2 separate regions of the Mus musculus genome follow, and region 2 is linked to region 1. Evidence: chromatin contacts called from public HiChIP or PLAC-seq data. All regions are on one chromosome and are shown on one strand. Each heading gives the region's core, a stretch centred on a gene start, on an enhancer-like site or on the middle of the called end of the contact. The rest is flanking DNA. Distances are from core to core; before and after follow the strand shown.

The links. HiChIP or PLAC-seq counts read pairs in DNA pulled down with a chosen protein or histone mark.
Region 2: an H3K27ac HiChIP or PLAC-seq map of T-cell acute lymphoblastic leukemia shows a contact between it and region 1, with 6 times the contacts expected there. The contact joins two enhancer-like sites. A contact is called at or near these places in 3 of 115 datasets of contacts at active chromatin or transcription factors (T-cell acute lymphoblastic leukemia, acute myeloid leukemia and regulatory T cells).

Annotation. Positions count from the first base shown.
Region 1 is chr1:69,278,697-69,285,103 of GRCm38.p6, reverse strand. No RefSeq gene overlaps it. Among named protein-coding and RNA genes, the nearest start is that of Gm28497, 150 kb to the left of the region's middle. Within about 2 kb of position 3,998, at least 2 of the 459 cell types and tissues checked have an H3K27ac peak or open chromatin away from gene starts, as enhancers often do. A contact at or near this core is called in T-cell acute lymphoblastic leukemia, where this site is marked.
Region 2 is chr1:69,764,301-69,770,401 of GRCm38.p6, reverse strand. No RefSeq gene overlaps it. Among named protein-coding and RNA genes, the nearest start is that of Gm29822, 20 kb to the left of the region's middle. Within about 2 kb of position 1,376, at least 41 of the 459 cell types and tissues checked have an H3K27ac peak or open chromatin away from gene starts, as enhancers often do. A contact at or near this core is called in T-cell acute lymphoblastic leukemia, where this site is marked.

The DNA.
Region 1 (6,407 bases), core at 2,749-5,248:
CACTATAACACCAGTTTTAGAAAGATAAAGCATTTATTGATGGCTGTTTCTGATCAGGATTTTTGGTATATCATTCCTATTGGCGGCAAATACTTTTTTTTTTTTAAAGAGTCATTATATTCTAAAGTGTGTGTTTGGGGGCGACGGGAACATATGCGTGTGAGTGCAGGTGGCTGTGGAGGTCAGAAGAAGGCATTGAGTCCTAGTATGATCTGCACTTGTGCCCTCTGTAAGAGCAGGATGTTCTTCCTCTGACGTGCTGAGCTGTCTCTCAGTGCCTCCTTCTCAGGGTATGATCTGACCAGAGTCCATATTGCTGCTGTTAGCAGTGTGACAGGCTCTGAAAGATGATGGCAGTCTCTGCTAAGCTTGCAACTTGACAACTTCCACTGCATTAGATTTACCAAAGCCTGTCTGTTTCCCTCACTTCATTGTCTCAGACACTTCAAAAGATTATTATGTTATCTTTTCAAAAAATAGTTGGTCATATCTTGAAAGAAATTTCATCTTATTTGTTAAACTACATAGTATAGTTTTGGCAAATAAGGCTGTGCCCTTATTTGCCAAAGATACACTTTTTTATTTATCTGCAAAGCATATGTGCACACAAACACACATACACACACAAACACACATACACACATGCACACACAATTTCCTATTTGTTTGGAGTATAAGATTAAAAACACATATGCCTGAAGCGGTTTACAGAGCCCCACCCTTTACAGAGGATCCTTTGGCAGCTGGTGGTTACAGCTGGTGAATCAGTTTTCATCAGAAGGGTTGCACTTGGTAGATTATTCATGTTCCATGGATGGCCCTAAACCCATGCACATACTGGAAGCAATGACTAGAAGCTCTGCATTAAAGAAAAAGTTTCTGGGTGGGCAGAGGAGGATATGCCAAAAATATGTTGCATACATATGAAATTCTTAAATTCTTAAAGACTTATCAAATATGCATGTGTGCCTGAGTTAATGGATTGCTTGTGATCCACTACTTTTCATAAAGACCTTGAGTAAATAGATGAGAAATTTTACTAAAATGATTTAGTTGATAAAATAGTAAGCTATTACATGGCAAACTAAAATAAAATAAACTATGGAACTTAAACCATTATTCTCTAGAGTACATCGAATGAAAGAGACCAGAACACTCATATCACTTTCATGAGAAGAAGTGGTTAGCAATTTCTGCCCAAACAAAACAACTTGTTTCGCTAGGGAAGCCTCAGAGGCTAATTTCTTAGGGAATAAGAGGAGATGAGAAGGTACTGAAGAGATACGAAGAATGAACAACGTCACAATGTTATTCCCTAAAGTTAAGGCCACACTCATGTGATTTCTTCCCAGAGATCCTCTTTCCCTTCCTAACCTGGGTCAGAGTACCTCTGATAGAAGGAGAGGGCTGATAGATGGTGAAGCAAAAGGAGTCACAAAAGTCATGTGGTAGAGGAGGTATGGAAGATTGGATGCGGTGGTCATATGTTAGTGACTGCAAAGAAGAAGGGGAAACCCTTCAGTCATCTGTGAGCTGTCTGCTACATATTAACTCAGCATGCTTACATGCAATGCAGCTAAGTGGTCCATCCCAGGGCCCCTTCCACAGTATTTAGTGAACGTGGATCCCTGACTTCTACTTGCCAAGTGCCATAGAAGCCTCACCTGAGGAATTGTGGACACATAGAAATCAGTGTATAGCAAGACTAAACTTAGTAAACAGAAGGAGGTTTCTTCAAGGAGAAGATGTCAGGTTCAGAACAAAATGTAAAGGGGCAAGTACGTTGGCCCGTATAGTGACTATAAAGTAGAAGAAGGATGAGTTGGGGACAAATGATGGAGATCTGAAATTATCCTCAGTATGAAAGGCAGGGGTGGGTCTCAGTCTGATTGCACAAATGTAGAGTACAGAGTATAGAATTTTAGGTACCCTTATGGTCACATAAAAACATTGTTGTCACTAGCAAGATCTTGCTGAAAGGACCCAGATATAGCTCTCTCTTCTGAGACTATGCCGGGGCCTAGCAAACACAGAAGTGGATGATCACAGTCAGCTATTGGATGGGTCACATGGCCCCCAATGGAGAAGCTAGAGAAATTACCCAAGGAGCTAAAGGGAACTGCAACCCTATAGGTGGAACAACAATATGAACTAACCAGTACCCGGGAGCTCTTGTCTCTAGCTGCATATGTATCAAAAGATGGCCTAGTCGGCCATCACTGCAAAGAGAGGCCCATTGGACTTGCAAACTTTATATGCCCGAGTACAGGGGAACGCCAGGGCCAAAAAGGGGGAATGGGTGGGTAGAGGATTGAGGGGGTGGGTATGGGGGACCTTTGGGATAGCATTGAAAATGTAAATGAGGAAAATACCTAATTAAAAAAAAAGGAAAAAAAAAACATTGTTGTCATTATTGTAGGCTGTTTCATTCACTCTAATAAATGCCTTAAGCAATGCATTTGCATTCTAAAATTGGAAAGCCATTGATTTGGGGGTTTCTTTGATGTATGCAAAATGCCTTAGCTTTTGCTGGAAGACAGCCTCTATTGCCCATTTCCAAGCTTTGTTCTGATCATCAACAGGTCGCCGATGGAGGCAGTCTGCTCCAAGTGACACTATTCAGACTATGCTGAGCCTCTGCTGCACAGAGACACAAAGGGCTTTGAAATGACCCTGCAGAAGCATCCAGCAACTCAACTGACTGCTGTACAGAGCTTCTGAAATTGTATTATGGGGACTACCACCTAATGGTCCCTTCCTTGCCTTTTATTTATAAAATTCAACTTTGTACTTTTACTCTAGCCTGGTTAAAGGACTTATTACACATATCTGAGACAACCTTTTCTCTGTCCTTACAGTGACAAAGTCACTAGAATGTCTTATTTTCAGATTAACTATCTGGAGCAAGCTCTCACCCCTCCATTTTATGTTTCCTTCTAACACTGCTGCACAGTGTTAGGAACTTATTTTGGGGGTGATGCAAAGCGGATCAGTCAGAGAAGAAGAAGACACAGACTGGATTTACCTGCCAGTGCCAAGGAACTGTGTTTAGAGGAACGGTGTTCTTTCCTGGTAGAACTCTGCCATGCTAAAGAGGAAAGCCAAAGCATCCAGTGAGTATTTGGATACTGTATTGTTGCTTAGCAGGGCTAATTGATTGGAAAATTGAAAATGTGTTCATAAATGCATTTGCTTTTTTATTTCTAGCAGATATTTTAAAGAGTAAGCATAATTAGACCAGTCAGCAGTGTCCGTAAATTAATAAGTGGGCATTCTTTAAAACAGCATGTAAATATTTGCTATCCCAGTGGGTATACCGTGGCTCTCATTTGAAAACGCTGAACTCAGCCAATGGTACCAGTACTTGAAAGAGTCTTCTTGTGGCTTCATTCTCCTGCTCTTTCAATTCCACTGTGCTAACCGAATACTGACTGCCTATCTTAACTGCTCCAACTCATGGTTTTATTAGTCTATTGAATAATTCCTGAAACAGTAAGGGGTAAATAGAACTGGTAACCCACTTTGTAAGTGAGGAGCCAGAGAGAGCCAGGATAGTCTATCAAAAAATCTAGTATGACAGAGTAGGATAGAGCAATACTGCAGCATACGACTAAACGAAGTTATTTTCCAGAGAGATGGAAGCCCATGAGTGGGTTTCTTCATTTTTGATGTCTTGGGCTTTTTAATAAACTACACTTTGATAAAAGAATTGTCTTCTTAAAGAAAAGGAAAAGTAAATAAAAGGAAAGGAAGATTGAAAGAAAACTTAAAAAAGAGAAAAATGCAAACACTCTGGGAGTAGATAGCCCCCAGCGACTGAGATCTTGCGAGATCTGCCTACAGCTTTGAATTAAACTGGATTGGCCATTGTGTGGGCCCCGATATTTTCCTGTCAACAATCTGGCAGATGCTTTCTGGATCTCACAGATATCTAACCATGTGCAAGCACGAGAATTGTCACAGAAAGGATCAAAGGAGAGGTAGAAAGGATGTACTTATGATGGAGTGGGGCTCTCGCAGGTGCAGGTGGAGTAGTGATATTTTCAGCAAAGAGAATGCAGGCAGTAGCTCTCAGAAGCCAAGAAAGTGTCCAAAAGCGCTGAGTGGCAGAGATAGAGATGTGGTGAAAGTGAGACTGGCACAAGGGGAGCGGCGTCTTTAGAGTTTAGAACATCAATATCCCATAACTCTGGGCACTGAGTCATGGCAGACTAAGGAGGGAGGGAAGGAAGATGGAGGGACGGGGAGAGGGAGGGAGAGACGGAGGAGAGAAGAGACAGAGACAGAGACAGAGACAGGCATAGAGAGTGAACAGGCAAGAGACCCAGACAGGGTATCATCAGACAACACGGGCTGACCGGAGGAATGGCGGTATGCTTTTTGATTGACAAAGTGTGATTTTCCTGAATGATATCAGGAATGTATGTTCCATCATTAATAATCACTATAATATTTAGGGAAAGTTAGATTTTGTGATTGGGCTAAATGAGTTGATAGCTCATTTCTACCTTGGCACACGTGCACCACTGCCAATATGTAAATTTGGAGATGATTATTCTCCTATCACAATGTATGGACAGAAATAAACATTTGAAATTGCCTGTGGCAGCCGGGGAGGTAGCTCAGTGGTAGAGTACTTTCTTACACCCCTGAGGCTCTGAGTTGTTTGATAAGGGAAAATGTTATAAACATATCTGGAAGCGATTCTCCAAGAGAAATATCAGGTGACAAAATAAAAACCAGCCTTTGAATATGAAGCAGTTTTTAAATTTATTTTGCCTTTTCTATAAGTAGATAATTTTTAAAAAATATTTTTATTATGTATTTTCCTCAATTACATTTCCAATGCTATCCCAAAAGTCCCCCATACCCCCCCTCCATTCCCCTACCCACCCATTTCCACTTTTGGCCCTGGCGTTCCCCTGTACTGGGGCATATAAAGTTTGTGTGTCCAATGGGCCTCTCTTTCCAGTGATGGCTGACTAGGCCATCTTTTGATACATATGCAGCTAGAGTCAAGAGCTCCGGGGTACTGATTAGTTCATAATGTTGTTGCACCTACAGGGTTGCAGATCTCTTTAGCTCCTTGGGTACTTCCTCTAGCCCCTCACTTTGGGGGCCCTGTGATCCATCCAATAGCTGACTGTGAGCATCCACTTATGTGTTTGCTAGGCCCTGGCATAGTCTCACAAGAGACAGCTATATCACGGTCCTTGCAACAAACGCTTGCTAGTGTATGCAATGGTGTCATCGTTTGGAGGCTAATTATGGGATGGATCCCTGGATATGGCAGTCTCTAGATGGTCCATCCTTTTGTCTCAGCTCCAAACTTTGTCTCTGTAACTCCTTCCATGGGTGATTGTTTCCAATTCTAAGAAAGGGCAAAGTGTTCACACTTTGGTTTTTGTTCTTCTTCAGTTTCATGTGTTTTGCAAATTGTATCTTATATCTCGGGTATACTAAGTTTCTGGGCTAATATCCAGTGATAATATCTTATCAGTGAGTACATATCATTTAAGTTCTTTTGTGATTGTGTTACCTCACTCAGGATGATGCCCTCCAGGTCCAACCATTTGCCTAGGAATTTCATAAATTCATTCTTTTTAATAGCTGAGTAGTACTCCATTGTGTAAATGTACCACATTTTTTGTATCCATTCCTCTGTTGAGGGGCATCTGGGTTCTTTCCAGCTTCTGGCTATTATAAATAAGGCTGCTATGAACATAGTGGAGCATGTGTCCTTCTTACCAGTTGGGACATCTTCTGGATATATGCCCAGGAGAGGTGATAATTTTTTTAAATCTAACTCTTTTGTTTAATTGGGAAAATGTTTGGTACGCGTACAAAGGAGACTGATAAGGATCTTGAACCTTTCACAAGGATCTAACCTCATTTTTGCACTGTGCTGGTCTAACTAAAAGGTGAGCTATGCATGTGTGATATGTAACAATTATGTTGAAGCAAGCTGAGTCTGGAGTATGGAATTTTTGTAGACTATTATATGGAATATGAAACTTTCTTCTCCTGACCCTCTCCTTTATCGGTTCCTAATGGCTTTCCCTGCTTCATCTTACTGCTCACTTTTCCTTCTGGGAAAACTAAAAGGTGATCTGTTGTGTCCTGGTTCTTTCCTCTCCCCCACTAACACTGGTACAAAATCCTCGCAGAAACAGTGTGCCTGGTTCATTAGCATGACGTCTTCCTTGTAGGGACTTTTCCAATTCCCATATTATATTAACTCCCCTAAGCTTTTATCTTTCTTGTAGGTCTATAGACAGCTCGACTCAATAATAACTTTTACCATCTACAGCCAAAGATACGTATTGTCTGACCTCCATTCAGCAACAGTGTTCTGTTTCTTATCTCCCTCAGCTGCACTAATGCTAATTTCTCTCTGCTCCATTCTG
Region 2 (6,101 bases), core at 127-2,626, 490 kb before region 1:
CGCTCCAGGTCAAAAGCAGAAGTGGGGACCAGAGCTGCCTCTCCACGAAGAAAAGAAAAAACAGAACTTTCTTCTCTTGCCTGGAGCCTCGATTATTATTAAAACAAAGCTGAAGTAGGAATAACTGTATCTCTTTCAGGGCAACAGCAAAGTTCAGCAACATATTTAGCCTAAAATCCCACTTACACGAAGTCACAAAAATGGGAACCCTCATTGAGAATAATGAAATCTATAGTTCTACCGAAAAACTCCAAAGATAAAATTACTCAAATGGGAGCTTCGGTCAACAATATATTGAGAGAATGTGCTTCAATTTCACGTTTTCAAACTAATGATGGTTTGTGGATTTAGTGACTCTAGAGACAGAGTTCTCATTACCCTTTCAGTAGCTTTCCAAAGCTTATGATTTATAATATTATAGTTTGTTAATAAGAAGGCAAACAGTAGACAAGTAAAACCAACAACATATTAGAAGTACCCCAGTGAGATTTAACATTGCTTTCGCAGATATTGCTGGTAGATTTGATTTGTCTCATTATTAGCTACTTGATAAGATTAATACCTCTAACTACACTAATTTTTCAATATTGTATTTTGCCCATAATTTGAAATTTAAAGAGTATTTTAATGGGAAACGTGTCCCTATGTTGTTAAGAGTTTAGTGCTACTTTGTATTAGAAAGACTTTACTTGCTTTCCTCTTGAAGTTTCTACTTTTAGTGGAATTTCCACTTAAATTCTATTTGATAAAAGAAAAAAAAATCAATATTCTCAACCAAGAACAACATCCCTTACATTATTAGGAGTCAGAGTACTGCTATGTCCCCTGCCAGCTGCAAAGAAGGTAGGATCTACCAACTGAAGTCATTTATATTTGAAACAAGGTAATCTTTTGCTGATAACTGAACAATGCAAGCATAGTCTGTAATTTATGCAATTATGTCACTAATAAGTATTTTCTATCTTCTACAGAACACCGTGCTTGCCTCCTGTAGCAATCGGCAAGTTGTAAAGACTGAAAGGCCCTCTCCATACGACAAGTAGAAAAGACAACTAATCTGATTTCTGCCCCACCCAGCCTTTGATTTGATACTTGATATTAATTGTTTTTAACTGTGTGAATGTTATGTTATTTAGTGTGTCTAAACCACAAATGGCTCCTGGCAAGACCTCATACCATTAGAACAAGATTAACAGAAGAGAATTCAAAAACACTCATGGGGATTGTTTGTAGTGCTTTTTTTTTTTCTTTTTCCTCTTTCATTTTTGGAGGAGGGTGTGCTCTGTGGGACAGAAGACAGTTTAAAGCGACATTACAGCCCTGGATGAACAAAGAAGCCACTGACCGCAGCTGATGAGCGTGCTCTGGTGAGCAGAGGTTTGCAAGGCTCCTCAGCGGAGGGGAGGTTTCTAACGGTCTCCTGCTGACTTCAAATGTGTTCACAGCCTACACGCAGCAGCCACAGTGGAAACTTACCAGTGTGATAATAATCACTTTGACTGAGACTGTGGTGCGGACCCTCTTCCCCCAACCAGAAATCCCCCAACTAAAGGCGTCACCCCCTGAGGAGACACGAAGATGTAAAGACGCAAAAACAGGTGTGCTTTCCTCTGACATTCAGAAAAAGTGGGTATGTTAGGTCGTTTGCTCTCATATGCTCAAGAGTGCAAAAATTAGCAGGAATGAGCACAGAGCTCTGTGAGCTTTATGCATCCATGTGGAAGTATCTTAAAGCACGCATTGAGGTCATTTTGAAGTACAGTCTTGGAATAGGGCCCAAGTGGAAATTCATAGCCATTACCTCAGAAACAAGAAGTCTGGGATAGAGCTAGAACCCTTTTTTTGCTCGTGTTACCATCAGCGCACACACACACACACACACACACACACACACACACGCTTTGAAAACCTCTTCTTATAATTACTTTGGACAATTTCACCAGGTGAAGATGAACTGTGCTCTTGTGTTGTAGAAATGACGTACATGACAAAATGTCCTCTAGGATCAGCATCTCAAGCAAGGTCAGGTCACACAAGTAATCAAGTCGTTTTTAATTAAATTCAATGTTTTTATCTCTTTATAGAGCACAGAATACTCAGCCCTGTCTTGGCCATGTTTTCCACAACAGCCCGCTGAGGTCGGCATAACACTTAAAATGGTGTGGCGCTATAAGGTGTCCTTATATTACTTGAATTTACAAAGAATATGTAAGTAAATCAGAAAATATCCAAGTCATAGAAGATACTGAATATCACAAGTGTAGTTTTTCTGTATTTAACCAAGAGTCAAGTTCTTTGCAGTAAGGAAAACTCACAGGACATTCGGGAGGAAAGAACACAAGAGAAACTCTATTTCCCACACAGGCAGAGCGGGAGGTTCCCCCTATGGAGGTATATGCATTATTCATTCTTTTTCATGTCCTTATCTTGTGTACCAGTCAGAAGACTGGCAAACAAAAATCCTAAGAAATCAATAGCACGTTCTCTCTACAACTGGAACTGCTGCTGCCAGAAAAAGGTTAACCTTCCCTTCAGAATTAGAACCTCTGTGAATGCAAAGAAGGACAGCTTAATGAGAAACACATTTACATTGCCTGGAGATGGTTTTCAGTATGTTTTCCCCCAGAGCAGGTTATAGTTAACAGAGGACAGAGGATAAAGCCATGGCACATACAAGCATGATATGTGTTTAGATTTAATTTTCCACAAGTAACTAAAATATCCTGATTATGGCATATGGGAATCAAGTATAATAGTAATAATAATAAATAATAATAATGATGATAATAATAACAGATGGATAGATACTAGATAGTTAGATGATAGATACATAGATGATATATAAATAGATACATAAAGGAAGATCGATAGATAATAGATTAGATCCATCCATAGATAGATAGATAGATAGATAGATAGATAGACAGACAGACAGATAGTAGACAGACAAACAATAGATAAAACCTGGGAATGTCACTCAGCATGCTTACTTGGGATACCCAAGGCACTGGCTTACTCTCCAGATTAGAAAAAGTTACAAATAAAAGAGCTGGTAGCAGAATGACTTAAAAATCTCTACCATAATTCCAAAATTAAGAATTCAGACTACTTGCCTCAATTTAATTATCTTATGTGACAGTCAGTTTGTGCCCTTACATCATATTGATTGAATTTGTGGCAGTTCCAGCCTTGTGCTGCTAAGGCACAGCAAAGTGGCTGTTTTCTAGAGTGGATGTTTTACAATAATCTTTAATTTATATACATGACATTGTGATAAGGAACCAAAATTATCCATAGGAATGTACACTCTAACTAAGCAGTTGAATGTCATTTTTTGTTTATAATCACAAAGAAACCTGAAATTTTCCATCACTGAATGCTTTTCTTACTAAAACGGTATGATAACATGAACTCTACTGTACTTATTCCTATTATTTACTTCAATAGTACTCAGGAGTATACAGACGCCACACCCTCACCAAAATTCCTCCAAGCAGGAGGGGAAGAGTTAAATCTATATGTACATATGAAAACGGAGGCATGCACATATTAATAAGTTAACAGGAGTCTGCAGCTAGGCCAGGAATAGAATCCAGGTTACATATTTTTAGACAAGTGCTTCTTTAATTTTCACACACAATATGATACTTACCCATATGTTTTAAAAGGACACAGCTTTCAGCAACCGGAGTAGTAAGGAAGCAAATTTGAATAACCCTAGAACAGAATACAAATCTTCATGGCACCAGTGTAAGGGACTTGCAGTCTTCTCCTCACACTACTCTGGCATTCCTGAATTTCCTCTCCTCCCTAAGCTCCCTTCTCCACTTCCTCTTCTTCTAAGGAAACTTCTAGCTCTCCAGGACATAACAGCAATGATACCAGCTGCCATCACGGTCCAGATACCCTGGTAAGCACTTGACACAAACTGTGTGTCATGTGAGGTTTGCAACAATTCTATACAAGAAATGTTATGCCCAATGTATAGATAAAGAAACTGAGGCTTTTAGATTTAGCAAATGAAAACATGAGTTCTTTCAATGTTTCCCTGGGGGTATTGAACAAGCTTATATTGCAGCTTTTATTGTTTGTGTTAGGTTTTACTCCAAGTTCCTCAACAACAACAAAAAAGCAGGGGGAGAAGGTAACTAAGTGGTGACCATTGGTTTCCCTTCCGATGCACAAGCTAGGGGGTCTGAGAGTCAGTTGTATTTAAAAAGCCTTTACTTTGGGATTAAATACAACCTCAGTTATTTATTACTTATTTAAGTCTCTTGTTGCTATTCTCTCTTCTTTGAGGATGGTCTTAGTAATCACTCTCTCACAGGCATTTTGCAAGGATAAAAAGAGTAAACAATTCATGGAAATATTCAGTTTTCCACGTGGCACATTATAACTGTGTTAACAAATGCCACCCATGGACAATCTGAAAATCTGTTTGACATCCTGGACAGAACCAAGGGTCTAGGGAAAAAACTCAGAGAGCAACCCTTGCTCACTCAAATGTCCTAAAATAGCATAACAATACTTAACACAAAAGATTTGCTGCCCATATTATGGGGGGGGGGGCTAAATTGTCTCTACCTCTAATTCATCAGTATCTATTATTATATTTTCTGGATTTAAAAAAATGTATCAATATTTTTAATTTTGAAAACTACCCTGAAAAAAAAAAAAAAGATGCTAGCAGTACAGATAGGAAACAGTCACATGAATTTGTTAACCCCTCTGAGTAGATTACGATTCGAGGCGAGAGCATGAAGCCAGCGCTAGAGACCGGGACCCTGGCCACAGATTGCACACCTTCCCACCTTTATGACAATGTTTCTCACAGTGCTTTGTGCTTTATGATTTGACTCCCGTCATTCTACTACCCAGAGAGCATCTATAAAACATGCCTTACTGCTCCCCACTCCCAGTCTCTGAGCGCCTTGGAGGTCTTTGTAACATTAGATAGGCAGCATCTAGGCTGTGTCTTTCATGAGCGTAAAGGAGGCTCTGATGTCTTATTACCTGGCAGGACCTCTGCCTCGGAGTCAGAGCAGGACGAGCTCCACAGCTGATCACTCCATTTGCTACCCTGGGTTCCTTATGTCAAGTCAGCACATTACTGATGTCCTTTGAGTATTAAAACTTGAAAAACAGGGACCATAAAATTTGATATCACTCATTAAATTAAATGTAAAATGAAAATCTTACATAAATAAAATTTAGTGCTCACTCTTTGTAATGTGAAGGGTAATATATTCAAAAATAGCGTGTTTTTAATACTATGAAAAGATTTCAACATTAATAAGTCAGGCTTCTTGTATCTGCACCCTATGAACATCACTGTACAAATTCTTCAGGAACAAGCTCCGCGGATCTGTAAGTTAATCCAAGTTTTCAGGCTCTTATACTATTTCAAACAATGTGTGCAAGTATTTCAACTGTACCTTTGCTTTCTTATAAAGTCTCACACATGTGGAAACCTACAGAGAAAGAACCAGAAAACCTCTCTCTCTCTCTCTCTCTCTCTCTCTCTCTCTCTCTCTCTCTCTCTCTCTCTCTCTCTCTGTGTGTGTGTGTGTGTGTGTGTGTGTGTGTGTGTGTGTGTGTGTGTGTGTGTGTGTGTTGCTCATTCAAGTTTGGTTGGTTGGTTGATTTTGTTTTGTTTTTAGAAAGAGTCTTATTTTGTATCCCAAGCTGACTTCATATTCCTTATCCTTCCGCCTCGGCTTCCTGGGCGCTGGAGCGATGGCGATACACCTACACACTAGGCTGTACCATATTCTTATGAGACTCCCTGGGTTTAGGCACACTTTCCTCCTTAAGCTAAGAAGTATGTCTCCACCTTCAGTGGCCTCCATAATGTGTTTATTTTATGGTACTGGGTAAGTATCATCATATTCAATGTATAAAAGGTGTACCAAGAATGAAAAGTAACATTAAGATTCAATTCCATGCTAGGTTCAGTGGGTTTTTACCCTATATTGCAATCAACTGCACACACACACATTTTCAAGCATATTTTGTAATAGGAGCTTTGGATGTGAAATATATTTGGAGTGATTGCAATGTTTCGATTTCATTTTTCATAATTAATTAATTCATATTATCTT